2 separate regions of the Anser cygnoides genome follow, and region 2 is linked to region 1. Evidence: chromatin contacts called from public Hi-C data. All regions are on one chromosome and are shown on one strand. Each heading gives the region's core, a stretch centred on a gene start, on an enhancer-like site or on the middle of the called end of the contact. The rest is flanking DNA. Distances are from core to core; before and after follow the strand shown.

The links. Hi-C and Micro-C count contacts between places; a contact is called where the count stands out from the background.
Region 2: a contact with region 1 is called in a Hi-C map of liver, with 14 times the contacts expected there. The contact joins two enhancer-like sites. A contact is called at or near these places in 2 of 7 Hi-C or Micro-C datasets (both in liver).

Annotation. Positions count from the first base shown.
Region 1 is chr1:139,589,551-139,596,577 of Taihu_goose_T2T_genome, forward strand. JADE3 (jade family PHD finger 3) reads right to left here. Exons shown (of 11, transcript XM_066983254.1): 11 at 4,117-7,027. The coding sequence ends at 6,635. Among named protein-coding and RNA genes, the nearest start is that of PLCXD1, 47 kb to the left of the region's middle. Within about 2 kb of position 5,016, at least 1 of the 3 cell types and tissues checked has open chromatin away from gene starts, as enhancers often do. A contact at or near this core is called in liver, where this site is marked.
Region 2 is chr1:139,959,258-139,966,627 of Taihu_goose_T2T_genome, forward strand. No RefSeq gene overlaps it. Among named protein-coding and RNA genes, the nearest start is that of HERC2, 11 kb to the right of the region's middle. Within about 2 kb of position 2,189, at least 2 of the 3 cell types and tissues checked have open chromatin away from gene starts, as enhancers often do. A contact at or near this core is called in liver, where this site is marked.

The DNA of each region.
Region 1 (7,027 bases), core at 3,766-6,265:
ATCACGTCTTTAAATGGTCACTGGGTTTGAACGTTTGCCAAAGCATTTACCTGCTTTGCAAGCTTCTCCTTGGGAGAAGGTGGCATGAGCTGTTGACAGCAGACTTGTGCCCACTGACGAATTTATACATCAAGTCTAACACAGACTGCTAGTGTACTGTTAAGGAAGTTAATGCAGAATGGATTATGAGTCTTAAATGGGGAATCTTTTCTAAAGGGGATTGCACCAAATTACCATGAAGTCATACCAGAGCATTTAGCCTTAAAAGTCCAGTTTCTCTCACAGAACTGGCAAAGGTACCCTTGATTTATTAACACGCATTATGCGGGCTTCTTTGAGGAGCATTTCGTGCATGCTGGACACAGTCCCTTGACAAAGCATCTCACACTGTATATGCAGTGCTATAACCAGACGTTATGTGGCCCTTCCCGCTGCAGTTTCTCAAACATCCCTCACACATGCTCCTCCAGCTTCGGTACCGCCGCAGCACCTGCCTGTGCTAGTTCCTGCCGTCCTAGGCCGTCTCACAAAGCCCGAGTGTCCAGCCGTGCCTTTCCAGCCCCCTGCTTCGCGCTCCGAGCAGCAGGAAATAGGGTGCTTCAGAAAGGGCAAGCCTTCTGCGGTGGAGCCTGGCCAAGAGATGTTGCGTTAATGTCTTACTTTCCTGCTCTTTGTACCCCATGTGCCCCGCATTTGCATTTTGCTTGCCTCAGGAAAAAAAAAAAAAAGAGCATTGATATGTTCCGTGGCAGCTGCAAAACGATAGGCACAATGGAGGCTGTGCGAGGGAGCCAAGACTTCAGGGAGAGGCAGCATCTTTCATTCGAGGGCCTCAGTCGGCAACAGTGCCCTCAGTGTTTGCAGCTTTCAGGCACACAAGCCCTTCTTCAGGCCCAAGTCAGAAGCAAACCTCAAATTAACTGCAGGTTTGGGACAACAGCTCTAAGCTTAATTCAGTGCGTTCAGTCAGGCAAGTTGAGAGAAGTCTGGTTTCTGTGTTAGCTGTTTGTGACCAGCGTAAACTAGGACTTGCTTACGGTTTTTCTGCAGCACCTCGCTTGCCCAGCTTTTTGCCTTTTTCCTCCTTAAGCCAGGGAGGACTGCTGGGCCCGGGAGGGTAAGGCAATGCCCAGACACCTTTTTAGAGGAGATAACAGAACAATGGCTGAGGAATCAGGTTCGGAGGAGGGGAACTACCTGTCTGGCTCCCTCCAACCAGATGCAAATGGAGGCCTAACATACCGGTGATGCTGGAGCAGCACCACCCCGAGATAAGAGAGGCGAAACCGCAGAGGAATGCCACCAGACACAGCCGTTTCAGGTGGCAGTGGCCGTTTTTTTAAGAACAGGCTCATTTAATGATCCCCCCCCCCAGCTATCTCATCCCCTCACAAGGACCTGCATTTCTAAAGGAACAGCCAAAGCCCTTTTCCCAAACAGCACCCAACACCCGCTCTTTTTGCAGGTGCCACCCCCAGTGGGCTTCTGGTGGCTGCTGAGGCCACAAAAAAAAAAAAAGAGCGGCCTATTTTGATGTCAGTCACAAGCTCAAAGGTTTTTGGCTGACTGGGTTTCCTGAAGACATCTTCCTTTGGACGCTGCTGTTGCGTTAGGCTTGAAATCCTCCCTCAGGACCCTGGCCCGCCAGCTGGGCCAGCCGAGCGAACTGGAGGCACTGGGGCACCCCACAAAGATGCGCCCTTCATCCCAGCCGTGAGGGCGGGTGGAGCGGCACCCGGGGAAAAACTGACAGAAACTGGTAAAAATGTCTCGAGGATGGCTGGGTTAAAAGAAACCGTGAAGGTGTCATCAGCGAGCCCAGCAGATTTCAAACAATGCCTCAGATAAGGCAGCCCAGGTGAGGCAGGTACCCGCGCCAGGGCTCTGGGGAAAACAATGGCCGGGGCGGGCGGCCCAGCCCAGAGCAGAACAAAAGGCAGAGAGGGCAGGGCGAGGCGGATCCAGGACAGGTCCCCAGCCACCAGAAGCCCGCCGGAGAAAAAGAGATTACCTGGAAGCTTTACTCACAGAGGCAGGGAAACTAATGGGCCAATATCTGAGGCCGCTTCTCCTTACACAACGAGGCAGGCTTATCTAGGCTCGGTGCGGAGGGATTAACTCCGGGAACAGAAAGATGCACACGCATCTGCTGTTTTAAAACAACTCCCCAGCTGCTGTGAAACTTCTGGAGGAAAAAACAAACGTTTTGTTCCACAAAGCTGTGCTTGCTGTCGGGGCAATCCGCTTGTTACGCATCACCACAGACAAGTCCGGGGGCTGAGACGTGCGCTGGCCTGAGCGGTTATCCCAGGACGGTCCTGACAAGCAGTAACATTGCAGAACTGTACCCCCGTGGGGGCGAAAGTCTGTTCAGCCGTGATGCTGGCACAAAGGAGGACACGGAAACAGCAGCATGGCACCTCGTGAAACCAGAGCCCTGCAAGTCTTCGCTCATTCCTACAGCAGCAGCACCGAGGCACTCCATTGTTTTCCATCTCTGCCCTTCCCTGGAATCCTTCCCTTGCATACCAAGCTCCCAGGTTGTGCAAGCAGCTTCCATTTGCTCGTTAATTCACATCAAAAGCATGTTTTCTCAATAGATGTGTCAATTCCCTGCAGTGCTAAACCATAACAAGCACTCGGATCACCCAAGCTCGCACCGATCTCGATGACTGCTTTGTCAGATTACCTGCAGCTCGCGGAGGCAGGCTTTGAACACTCGGTGTTGAAGGCTACGGTTACCACACGCCTCTCTCTGCCCCACAGCCTGCACGCCCAGCCTAGGTATCGCCTGTGGTATCAGTGAGGTATCACATCAAGTGTGAACATCTGAGGCTGCTTTTTAATAGCCACACATTTGTCATTTCTGCTTCTATGGTTTGGGACTCACGGTGCAAAGAGAGCATCGTGCAAACGATGCATACAGTGGCAGAGCCAGAGCACAAGTTGCAGCCTAGAAGAGTTTTCTTTTTGGACAAAGACAAACCCAAAGAAGATGGTGTTGGGAATTACCATACAGACCTTGTAAGAACACAAACTTGTAAGAATTTGGCCTTAACCAGACTTATGCGGCTGTCTGCAACTTTTCTGTAAAGACTGTGCAAACCAGCAGCAGCTGTTTCCAAAGGAAACAAACAGGGGTACAGATTTACTTCCTTGGCTCCGTCTTTTTCCCACATCCCAGGCACAAGCAGACTGCTCTCAAAGGAGATGGGAGACCACCAGTCACAGTCACTGAAAGGAGATTTTAGGGAAGGAGAAATCCTGGTCCTGAAAAACAGCTGGCAATCCATCACTTACGGCTTCTTCCTCATGCTGGTTTTTTAACCCCCTCTCTTCCATATGCTCCTTTAGTGCCCTTTCCCTCTGGTTTTCTTTCCAGCCAAGGACTTGCCGCCCTGTTTCACTCAGCCCCACACGTGCATCACAACGCCCTAGCCCTCCTGAGGGCGGCTGGCCAGAGCAGGATGGATGTTATCAGCAGGGTTGTGCAGCTCCACCCGCTCCTCACTCTCCATCCTTGCTTTTGCTGCCTTCTTTTGCTTCCTCCCCAGCTCCCGGGCAGGCAGCAGCACGGTATATCACAGCACCGGCCTGTGGGAGCAAGGGGAACTACAGCAACAGGTCGTGAAAAAACACCACCAACCATCAAACCCAGGAACGTGCTTGTCCTGAACCCTCCTTTACTCGGCAGTGTCAATGTCGGCCGTGCACACGTGCTGGTGTATGAGAAGCAGGGTGAGGCGGAAGGCCAGGCTGCAGCTCCCCCTCTACAGCTTGGTTTGTACAACCAGGGACAGACTGTCGTGCTACAACACGAGCAAATATATTAGAAAGTGAGAGCAGCGCAGCAAATGGTCTGTTACATTTGCTGGGCTAGGCAGAAACAAAAGCCAGGCTCGGACCATTTGCTAAACACAGCAAATCGGTGCTCACTGACTCTTCTTCGGGGAGGCTGAAGGGGAAAGGTTTTCCTTGACATTTCAACTTAAAGTATTGCCAGCTCTGCAGAAATAATTCACTCCTGATGGACACAGCACTGCTGTTAGACCCATTAGTTTAACAGCCTCCCAGACACGGAGGGTAAAGCCCTGAATAAATCACAACAAATGAAAATACTGTTAGCAGTTTCATAATTTAATGAAAAAGTACTTGTAAAAAGGGGACATCTGAAAAAGACCGAGTCCATCTTGGAAAATTGAATATATATATATTTATATATATAAAACAAAATGCAAAAACACAAAAAAAAATGACAAATAAGGTTAAGAGGTAATACTTCAAACAGTTAGCCACCGAACACACAATAAAAACTAGCAAATGCACTTTGGGGACAATACTTGAGAACTACGTAACCAAGGGCTCCTTCATATATCTATTAAAATCATGTAAAAATTAGCAAAACCATTGCCCAGGCGGGAAACAACTGAATTAATAACCCCAGAAGAGCAGAAATGCTGAGTTTTGCTGAAGCACCATTTTCCTCCCCTCCGCCATATGCTTCTGGCCACAAAATGGCATGAACGCTTTGCCAGCCTCCCACGTAAGTGTTCCCAACGCAAGCTTCATAAAATTTTGTGACCAGTAAGAGGATTACTAATAAATATCGAAGGAAAACTAAGAGAGTCAGAACTGGAATACAAATGAACAAACATTTGTTTACTTATTCTGAGTGACCCATGGCTTAGAACACAAAGCATTTCCCATTAAAATAAAATATGTGGAAACCTAAAATGCTACTGCATATTTACACCAAAAGAAATAATTTTGAAGATACAGCTCTAGAAAGACAAATTACACAAATATACATAAAATCAAGAAGTGGGGAGAAAAAAAAAAAAGAAACTGCATGAAGCAAATAGAGCAGGATTGCTAAGGATGCCGTTTCGTGTTTTTATTTCATTAAAGCCCTCCAGCCCCTGACTTGCTAGTCCTATTGCAACGAGGGAGATTTCAAAGCTTAAACCAAATCTAAAAGCGTTGTTATTTCCCAAACTAAAAGCAGTAAATTAAGATAATGGAGAAGAAAAACATGCTGTTTGGCTTCTGCATAGTCATCGTCACACTGGGTGCTGACCTTTCATTTGTAGGGAAAATGAGCCCCCATCTGAACAGAGGCGTGCGGGATGCCCTACGCAGCCCATGTCCCAGCTCAGCCGGTGACTGGGGACAGAGGATGCTGCGGATTTATGGAACGTACGGCATTTCAGAGAGGAAAAGTGCAGTTACTCTGTTGATCAACACAACACGGTCTAGAACACAAGAAATTTGTCCGCATTCAAGCAGAAATCCCAGACGAAATAAACAAACCGAAAAGGGTTTCCCCTCCCTTCTCGCTTCCTCAACAGAGGTTGAAGTTTAAACGCTGGTTAACAACTGATTTTAAAGCACGTTAAAAAAAAAGTTTTAGTTTGGGAAACAGCAACTGATCCAGAGGTTGAAAAGCAGCTTAACGTAACCATAAATTTTCAGCAATAAAAAAAACATACTCCAAATGATGACTGGCTAAAATTTCACAGGCCTAGATGCCAGAAGTGAGGCTCCTAAGCCCACATTGAGGCAGCTAGGGTTGAAAATTCGTGCCTAAATAAAAAATTCAGGCAAAATTATTTCTAATTCATCTAATTTTAAAAACACCAGGTACAAACACCTCCGGATGTGAAATTTCAGTTTCAAGAGGAACCTGGCATCACCGGTGATTGCCTAAATGTAAGTGTCAAATAGCATTTTTCTTTGAAGTAGTACATCTACTTTTGTAAACACTATCCACAAAATTAGCCATCTGTACTTGTTAGCTGGGTAAAATATTTACAAGTGCATCCCACAACAAGCAACTATGTACAGAGATTAAAAAAAATGAAGTACTAGAAGTTGTATATTTACAAAATAAGCAAATAATTGCGAAGAGAAACACGACCTTCAGCAAGAGCAGGGACCGGGGGCACGTCTAGAGGTCAGTGAGTTTGGCAGCGCCAGCGACGCCGGCTTCCACCCTCCGCGAGGAGCCCGCAAACGCCACCGCCGTTCGAGGCCCCGCGCGGAAGGGGCCGTCGCCTAGTAGTCGCTTTGGGCCTGATCCAGCAGAGCGCTTGGGCACGGGCTGGGCCACCCGAGGGAAAGCAGCAGGGTTTTTCATGCGCTCAGCTTTCTCGCGCGTCCCCAAGTGCCTTGCTGGATCAACGCCACGCGGCAGGTGCTGTAAGGACGCGGTTTTAGCGTCTCCGTCTGCAGCCCCCTGCAGCGCGCTCGAGCAATGCAAGGACTCCTCTATTACCTGTCCAGCGCCACACGGCTGACATAGCGTGAGCACCTTGCCTCGCACGCACGCTGGCAAGGAGGAAGCAGTTTCCTGAATTTACGCCAGGCCCAACCGCCTCACGCTTCCCCAGATGTTAACCTCTAATAAACCCCGTCCATTTCTACGCGACTCTGCAGTAACTCGGTTAGCCTCGCGAAGGCTGCAAGCCAATTCACAGTTGAACAAAACGACTCCCATTGCTCCGTCCTCCCCCATCCCCTCCTGCAGTTCTTCCTGTCGTAGGTCCTGTACTGGTTTCTGGAACCTGTTGATGCTGAGCTTTGCACTGGTACACCGGAATACATAAAGGCTGAGTTACCCCGCGGGGGCTTCTAATCACCTTTGTACCGAACCGTGAGAAATCATATTCTTTTTGTTTCTACTGTGACAATCTCTTCCGAAGTCCTTACTTGGGCTTTCTCTCTCCGAGCTACTCCGTCGTAACCTCACTTGCTCTTTATTTTCGTCACTTTCTGCTTCAGAGTCACTCAGCTCTAAGTCGGGACAGTACCCGTCGTTGTCCTGGTACGGAGCACCTTCGAGCGTCTGCTTGCTCCACAAGCGCTCTTTCGTCGCGAGTCTTCTCGTTGGCTTTTCACAGCACCGGAGATCTTCCGTGGTCCTCACCAGACTGTTGGTAGCCTCTTTGAAGGACCGGCTAAAATGTTCCATGGTGGATTTCCTGAAGCCGCTCTGGCTGGCCAAATGAGCTGCGAGCACGGACTCCTG
Region 2 (7,370 bases), core at 939-3,438, 370 kb after region 1:
TAAAAATAACTGTGGTGCAGCTGAGAGATATCAAGATCACTAACGTACACTAATTCAGCTGTCCTTGTGGAGTCACTGAATAGACGTGCTCCCAGTGGGGCTCTGCGCTGTTCCCACAGGGCAGGTAATGAAGGCAAAATGCCCTGCTCTCACCATTCAGAGAAACCTGCACCGTCAGGTAATCTGGGTTTTGTCAAATTTGGCCAAAGAGAAAGGACGGCCAATTACCACTTGCAGGATGGGGGTGGGAGCTGGGGAAGAAGAGGAAGGGGAGGTATATCTTCAAAGGCAACTTGCTGTGAGCAGGATTAGGCACCTTAGTGGACAAGCACCTGCACATGCAATCTTGGTATGCCAGAGTAAAGAGGAGTTATGGAAGTAGGTAATGGGAGACAAAATAGCATCTCTGTATGAGGCCCTGCATATAGCATACTGAAACGGGATGCGTAGTTCTGCTCATAATGTTTTAAAAGCATGATGAAAAGCTTGTGATGTATCTTGTAAATTACTTGAGAGATAAAAGAAAATGTCCGAGACTGAACAACTTCAATAGCTTAGTTTCCATCTCAGCAGGCAATCAAGGGGTGATTTGTTCAAAACCAACATTCCCTTCCTCCATGGGGAGGAGGTACTGGTGTTTTTCAGTTCAGTGGGGAAAAACAAAACAAAACAAAACGACAACAACAACAAAAACAAAAGCACAGCAAGACTGAATAGTTCCTAGTTAGAAAGAAGAGCATGTCTTTGATTTTGCTTAGCAGTGGTGATGAACTGCTGAGCGAACTCCCAAGGGCAGTAATGGAAGAACTGTTCAGGGAGCAGCAGCCATGAACAGCTCCGTAAAGGAAGGGGAGCCGGGTGTGCCAGCAGGACAGGCAGGGTGGTCACCTTACTGACAAGGGGTGCAGTCCCACGTTAGGGTGACCAGGTTTATCCAACAGTCCAGATCACCGGACAAGTCCATAGCGGTGAGTCAGGTCTGAGGTCAAGCCTGGAAGTCAAGACAAATTCAGGGTGGGTACCTGATTTCAACATGTCAGATATTGTGGAACTGCTGTGAAGCTTAGACCGAAGGTGTCACCAAGAAATCGCCTCCTTTGAGGGGTTTATTACAGTTCTGATCAAAGGCTGGACAGCTGCAATACAGATTAGCCCGAAGCCCAAGCAGCCAAATCCCAGGAGCTGGGGGAGGATTCCCCTTATAGATCTTTGTCTTTTGATGGCTTCACATTTAGGGTTCATATTTTATGTCATCCACATTCGATCCCCAATAAAATAAAATAAATAATAAATAAATTATATTTAAAATTTTACAGCCTATGCTATACTGAAGAATAGACTGGGGGATATAATCTGAAATTATGGCCATGGCCCTTTCTATTAAAAAAACAAAAGGTGAATATTTCAGCTGCTTTTTTTTTTTTTTTTTTTTCTATCATGGTGAGGCCTAAGAACTCTTATATAAGAAGGGCATTGAATCAATCACTTAAGTGGGGTCCCCATCCCCAGACCTCTTACATGCTTGAAGTTAAGGAAGGCTTTTGTGATTATAGTGGAAACATCCTGGTTTCATCACAATGGGAAGCCCCTCAGTGTCTTAGAAATTAACAGGCCTTTAGCAATTTATATCTATTTCATATATTTTTCTTTTAACTACTGCAGTGTAATTCCACCTCTAAATATATAGGTAAGGTTCTGGAAATAAGAATCTGATTACTTGTAATGTGTCCAGCTGTTGCTGCAGCTCCTAACATCTTTCTTCTGTCCAGCCGCGGTAGAGCAGGCAATAACCACTCTCTCCTGTCCTTGATCTCTGCAATGCCCGGGGTCGAGCGAAGTGGATGAGTTCCAAAATACGCAAAGCTGTTAACCCCAGTTGTTGAGCAGTTTCAAATGCAATGGTTGCATAAATCTCTGGCACTTCTCCCAGGCATCGATCCTGTACTCCAATAAGCCTATTTGAGAGCCGGAGAGGGTTTTTTTTCAAGTTCATTGAGATCATCTGGGATTTTTCTCAGAATATTTTTGCACACTGTGATAACATGGTGTGCTTAAAACTTGTAGCAGTCCAGATGTGGTCTCGGACTCGGCCATCTGGCTGCTGCAGCTCAGAAATCTTTAATTGATTCTTGTCAAAGTGCTCTGGAGGTCATTCATCTGCTTACGCAGTGTACTGTAAATGCTGGTGAATGTTTTTAGCGATCTAAGTAATTTATGAGAGGTTCTGTTCAAAATATGCGGCGGTAAAACTGTTCCAGACTTAGCCATGACACAGCAGTACCTGCAGGATGGGAGATGCAGTGTTTGAATGATGTGATTTGTGAAGGCAAGGTCTATAAGCACCTCTTCCAAGTAGGTAGTGGTCAAACAGCTGGCTACCATCCAGCTTTTCCTGCAGGAGTTTTGGCCGTGCTGTTTAGTTCCAATTTTCAGTTTTCCTTTGTGCTATTTCGATGGTCACTGCACTGAAACTGCTCTTCTGTACTTTTCTTAGCTTTGTTGGTACACTCTGGTAATACATCAGCTTCTGAATGTATTTCAGAATAAATGTTTACATTAATGTTTGCAAAACAAAATAGGAAAAAAAAATAGACACTTTCTAGTTTGGAACTGCACCATATTGAAAGAAAAAAATCATACAGAAATTGACCGATAGATTTGAAGTCCACAACAAAGTGCTATACATGATGATAATAGTAAATAGTGATGATAATAGTAAAGCTTGTGTGGTCTGCATAGCGTTCAAAAAGACTTAGCTGAAAAACAGAAGATCAGGACTGCTCAAGAATTGTGATCTTTAACTTATGGGGGAATTCTGTTATAAACTTAAGATGGCTATGCAAGATGCTTTCGTTATAAATGGTGCTGATCAGTCCAAAAAATGGGTTGTTTGCTGCTTTATTTACCAGTCGGCTTGTGAATGGAGATTAACTGTAGACCATTTGTCATTTGTTCTTATGCAAGGAGTAGATGTGTCAAGGAAATTCATGGGGTACTGCTGACAGCTAACTTTGAATGTAATATTTGTGTAACACAGACAAAAATGCCTTAACATGTAAAATCATATTTACTCTGTATCACCGGCAGAGTTCTGAAACAAGGCTCTGAAAGCCTAAATAGCAGAGCTGTACTAATACATGCAAAACAACTTTCATTCGCAGAGTTAGTTGTTTTGTACTCTTTCCATTCCTCTTCTTCTTTATTTTGCTGTTGTACTATTTTAGACATATTAAAATTAGTGAAGTGTTAATTTTTATTGCTGTTATAGGATGGACATTTAATGCTTTAAGGGTTAATTCTGACTTAATTTAGCCCAGCAGCAGCCCTTTCCAGATAAATGAATCTAACAAGACTGTCATTTAGATTTAATATCAGGAGCTATTTGCCAGTGAAGTAAGGCAAAGCATTACTCAGGGTCTATCCAAATTGTTTGTCTTCATGATCGCTGTAATCTAAAATACATCCAAATTACCAGAGAATAGTTTAGTAATACAAAAGGAGCTGTAGAAGAACCGGGGCTAAAATTCTTTTTTTTTTTTTTTTGTATTAGAGCAGTGAAATATTAAAGCTACATCAATGCCCTTGTCACTACTAAAATTTCACTTGAACAGAGTGTAGTGTCAGCAATCAGCAAATCTTTGCTGTATGCAGAGGCATCAGTGATGTGTTAGCTGCTGAAATGGTATCTGTTAGTATAAATGCAAATCTTCAAAACTTCTGCCCTTAATTAGTTTTTACCACTCAAAGTATCATCTGTGAAGCCACTTATGCCACTTAGGCTTGTTAGCTGAAGGTCATTGATCTTATAAAGAGATAAGATGTTGGCTGCTGTTGGCTGCATTGACCTCTGTCAGGCACGTCAACTTGCAGCTAAGTGTGTAACTCTTCCACAGAACAGCAAAGGATGCTAAAATCAGATCTAAAGTACAAGTTCATTCAAAATGATGATGATAATTAAAACTTGCACTGATTTCTGAGCCTGTATATGTATGTGCAGCACCTCCTACCTTACTATTCTTGTTTTCAGTAGGGGATTGACAGAGAGGTGAGGATATTACCTCAGCATTGTCTCCGCTACTCCAGACAATCTGTAAAGGCTGAAAAATCAGGGCACGAGTGGGTCGATGTGCAGCACCATGGGTGTGGGTAGGCCTTTTTAACTCTTGCCTTTTGCTTCCAGTTCAGTCCATTTGCCTTCACCCCACGACAGCTAAGCTTCATATCAACTTCTCTGAGCTGTGGTGTTTTTTCCCCACTGTGCCGTATGGTGGAGGAACGCCCTGAACTTCACAGCAGGACCTAAGGGGACGTTATCTTCTTGGACTGTGGTCTGAGCAACTCCTGTGTCTGCTACCCAGGAGGACAAATAGCAGGAAATTACTATTAATTTCACAGTTAATGAATAACGCAAATAGACACCAGGCTCTTTGCAGCCTCCTTTTGTATCCAAAGACAGAATGAAGCAAATAAGTAGGATAACTGCAAGGAACAAGCTGCACTGCTGTGGCTATAGGATTAAAGGATGTGATTTTTCCCCAAGAGGATCCCAAGTGGAGCGAGTAACTGCTTTGTTATCCAGGCTGTCATCTTGTATTTTGGAATTAATTTTTCCTAACTTGCTTTTTAGGTACATATGAAATACTTTATCCTAGCTTGTTATTTTGCTATTAAACAATGAAAACTTACCGTGAGAAGAAGCAATGCACTTGTGTTGCTATTTTTGCTGTGGTGGCGTGGGTTAATAAAATTTGTTTAAACTTGGGTAGCATAAACTCTCTGCTGGAAAACTATTCTGATGCTTCAGGGAAGATTTAGTGACAGTTTTGAGCTACCAATTTCTGACCAGAAAATTCTACTGTGAAACAAACAAACACATAAAATGTGAACTACGTCTAGTTTGTAATTTCCTGTGAGTAAGCCAGGTCTAACATAATGTAACAGGACTGGCATAGCTGGAGTGAGTGGAGATGATTTATTAACAGAATTGATTGTAGAAATGAGATTGGAGTCCTGTGACCTTCCTTCTTTAAACAAACAAACAAATAAAAAAATGCCTATTTTTTCTTAAAGGTCACTGAGAGAGCCACGTCAGGATTTTACTCTCAACACCATCAGTGTAATTCCGTTCTTTCAGCCTGACACTCTTGCTCCACAACTCACTTCGCCATCTTTCTTTACTGTGGATGAGATGCCTGCATTTCTGAGTGTGATTCCTCCATCTTGCTGAGGGTGGAATGAGCGGCATTTGAGGTGTTTATTCCTTGCCACTGGCAGTAGATGTAGTCCAAGGAACTAGCCTAGAACAGCTGATACTAGCCTCAGTCAATGCTGTATTTTAAAATAGCATAAGTGGGAGAAGTATTGAGGGTCACTGATTATAATAAAAAGAGTATGCTCTGCAGGGTTGTTTCTGATAGTTTTCTATTTTAGATGTGCAATCCTGGTGACCCCCCTCCAATTACATCTAGTATGTACCACTGTAAATCAGTTATATCTGATTTACTCGACATCAAACTTTGTGCCTGCCATTGTATTGCCCAGATAAGAAGTAAAGGCAACCACAGATTTCAGATGGGACTGGGAGCTGCCTGTTCTCAAAACAGGAAGGAAGCTTGAGTAACTCATAAAAGTCAAGGGATCTTTTCACCTACAAAAAGTTATTTATTAATAACATATCGATAAAAAACTTCATTGATGTCAGCCTCAGAACTAGCTTGTTTTAAATGTGCCAGGCTGTAAACTAGATTTACCTTTTGGATCTGGTTTCAAGCATAGTATATTAGCTCCAAAGACAGCTCCCATTTTCTCAGCTCCTCTTGAGGCTATGTTAATAAATACCACTATAAAAGAGAAAAGAGGATATAGAAGTGAAAAGAATTTAGATGCCATCAGTAATGGAGAAAGGTTGATGGTATGAGTGGAAAAGGCTAAAAACTTTATAAAACATTGATATCTCAAATGTATTATGTTGAAAGCTAGAATCCATCTGGGACAGATATAGGAACAAGAATCACACTCTTTCGGGGGAGGAGTGTGGGGGGGAAGATCTGCCTTCATTGTTTTAAAATGCATGTGGGGCCAAAACTACATGCATATAGTAGGGGCTGTTGTGTGAGGGGCAGAGATCCTATAGGAGAAGGTCCCTAAACTTTACGATAAAGCTGGAGTCTTACCATCACAGCACAGACATCACAGCTTTACATCATACCAGTCAGTCAACTTTATAGAAAAGGTTTCATAAATGTTTATTAAAATCTTATTTACTGTCTGCAAATGGACTAGAAATTCAAAATTGGTAGGGAAGAGAAGATTCATAACAGCTCATTTCCCAGTGTTGCAGTTTTCATGGCTATAATATTCTTCAAAGTGTTATGAACAAGGTAAGATGAAAAAGACTTTCAAGGTCTAATTTTTCAAAAATACTGATCATTGAGATGATGCAGTAACAGAGTGTAGAGACAAAACTGTGATCAGGTTGAGAAATAAGAAAAAACTACTGCTCTGAAGAAAGCATTAAGAGCTGGGTACAACCACTATATAGGACTTAGCAGTGTTAATGCTCTCATCCCAAAGCAGAAGAAAACCAGGTGTGAATGCTGTTGGTTGCAACACTTGGTTGTGTTTGCTCCGAACATAAAATACCACAAATGCAACAGAGGCTAGTGTAGGAACAAGCCGAAGCACACACTGTCTTGGTGGACTGTTTTCCTTCCTATTTGAACTAATTACTTCATTTTAGACCATTCACGCTGTTGGCATCCCCTTAGGGTGCAAACCACATTAGCATGTCTGAAATATCATGTGATTCTCCTTCAAGGATAAAATACTTTCTGAAATTGTAATAAATGCTGTGGGATTGGAAAAACAGACTAGAAGGAACAAAGTCTCCCTTTATAATTGGAACATTAGAGAAACACAACAGAGATTGTCCACGACCGTTCGTATACATCTGAGGAAAGGGAGTTGTGTTCGGTTTCCTGATTCATAAGCCAAGTAGATTGCTGGTGCTTTGGGTTCATATTCATTTTATGTATTAAGGACAGACCCAATAAGTTGTCCTGATTCTCTTCCCTCCTGCCCCCCAACCTGGGCTTGTGCTTTGACCAACCTGTCCTTGACCTTTCTATTTGGCTGTTAATACCTCACCCAACACCAGGCAGCAAGGACAAAACATGGCATAAGTCCAACTCAAACACTTTTTTAAGTAAGTTTTTTTTTTTTTCCTTATGAAGCATTTTTGTATGGAAGGATACCATATGGCTCTAGGTTAACAAACCCTTTATAGAAATACTGCTTCCTTTCCTGTTTAAATGAGTAAAGATTCCCATCAGCATTCATAAAGTGTTTCCCTATATATTAAGCAATGTAAA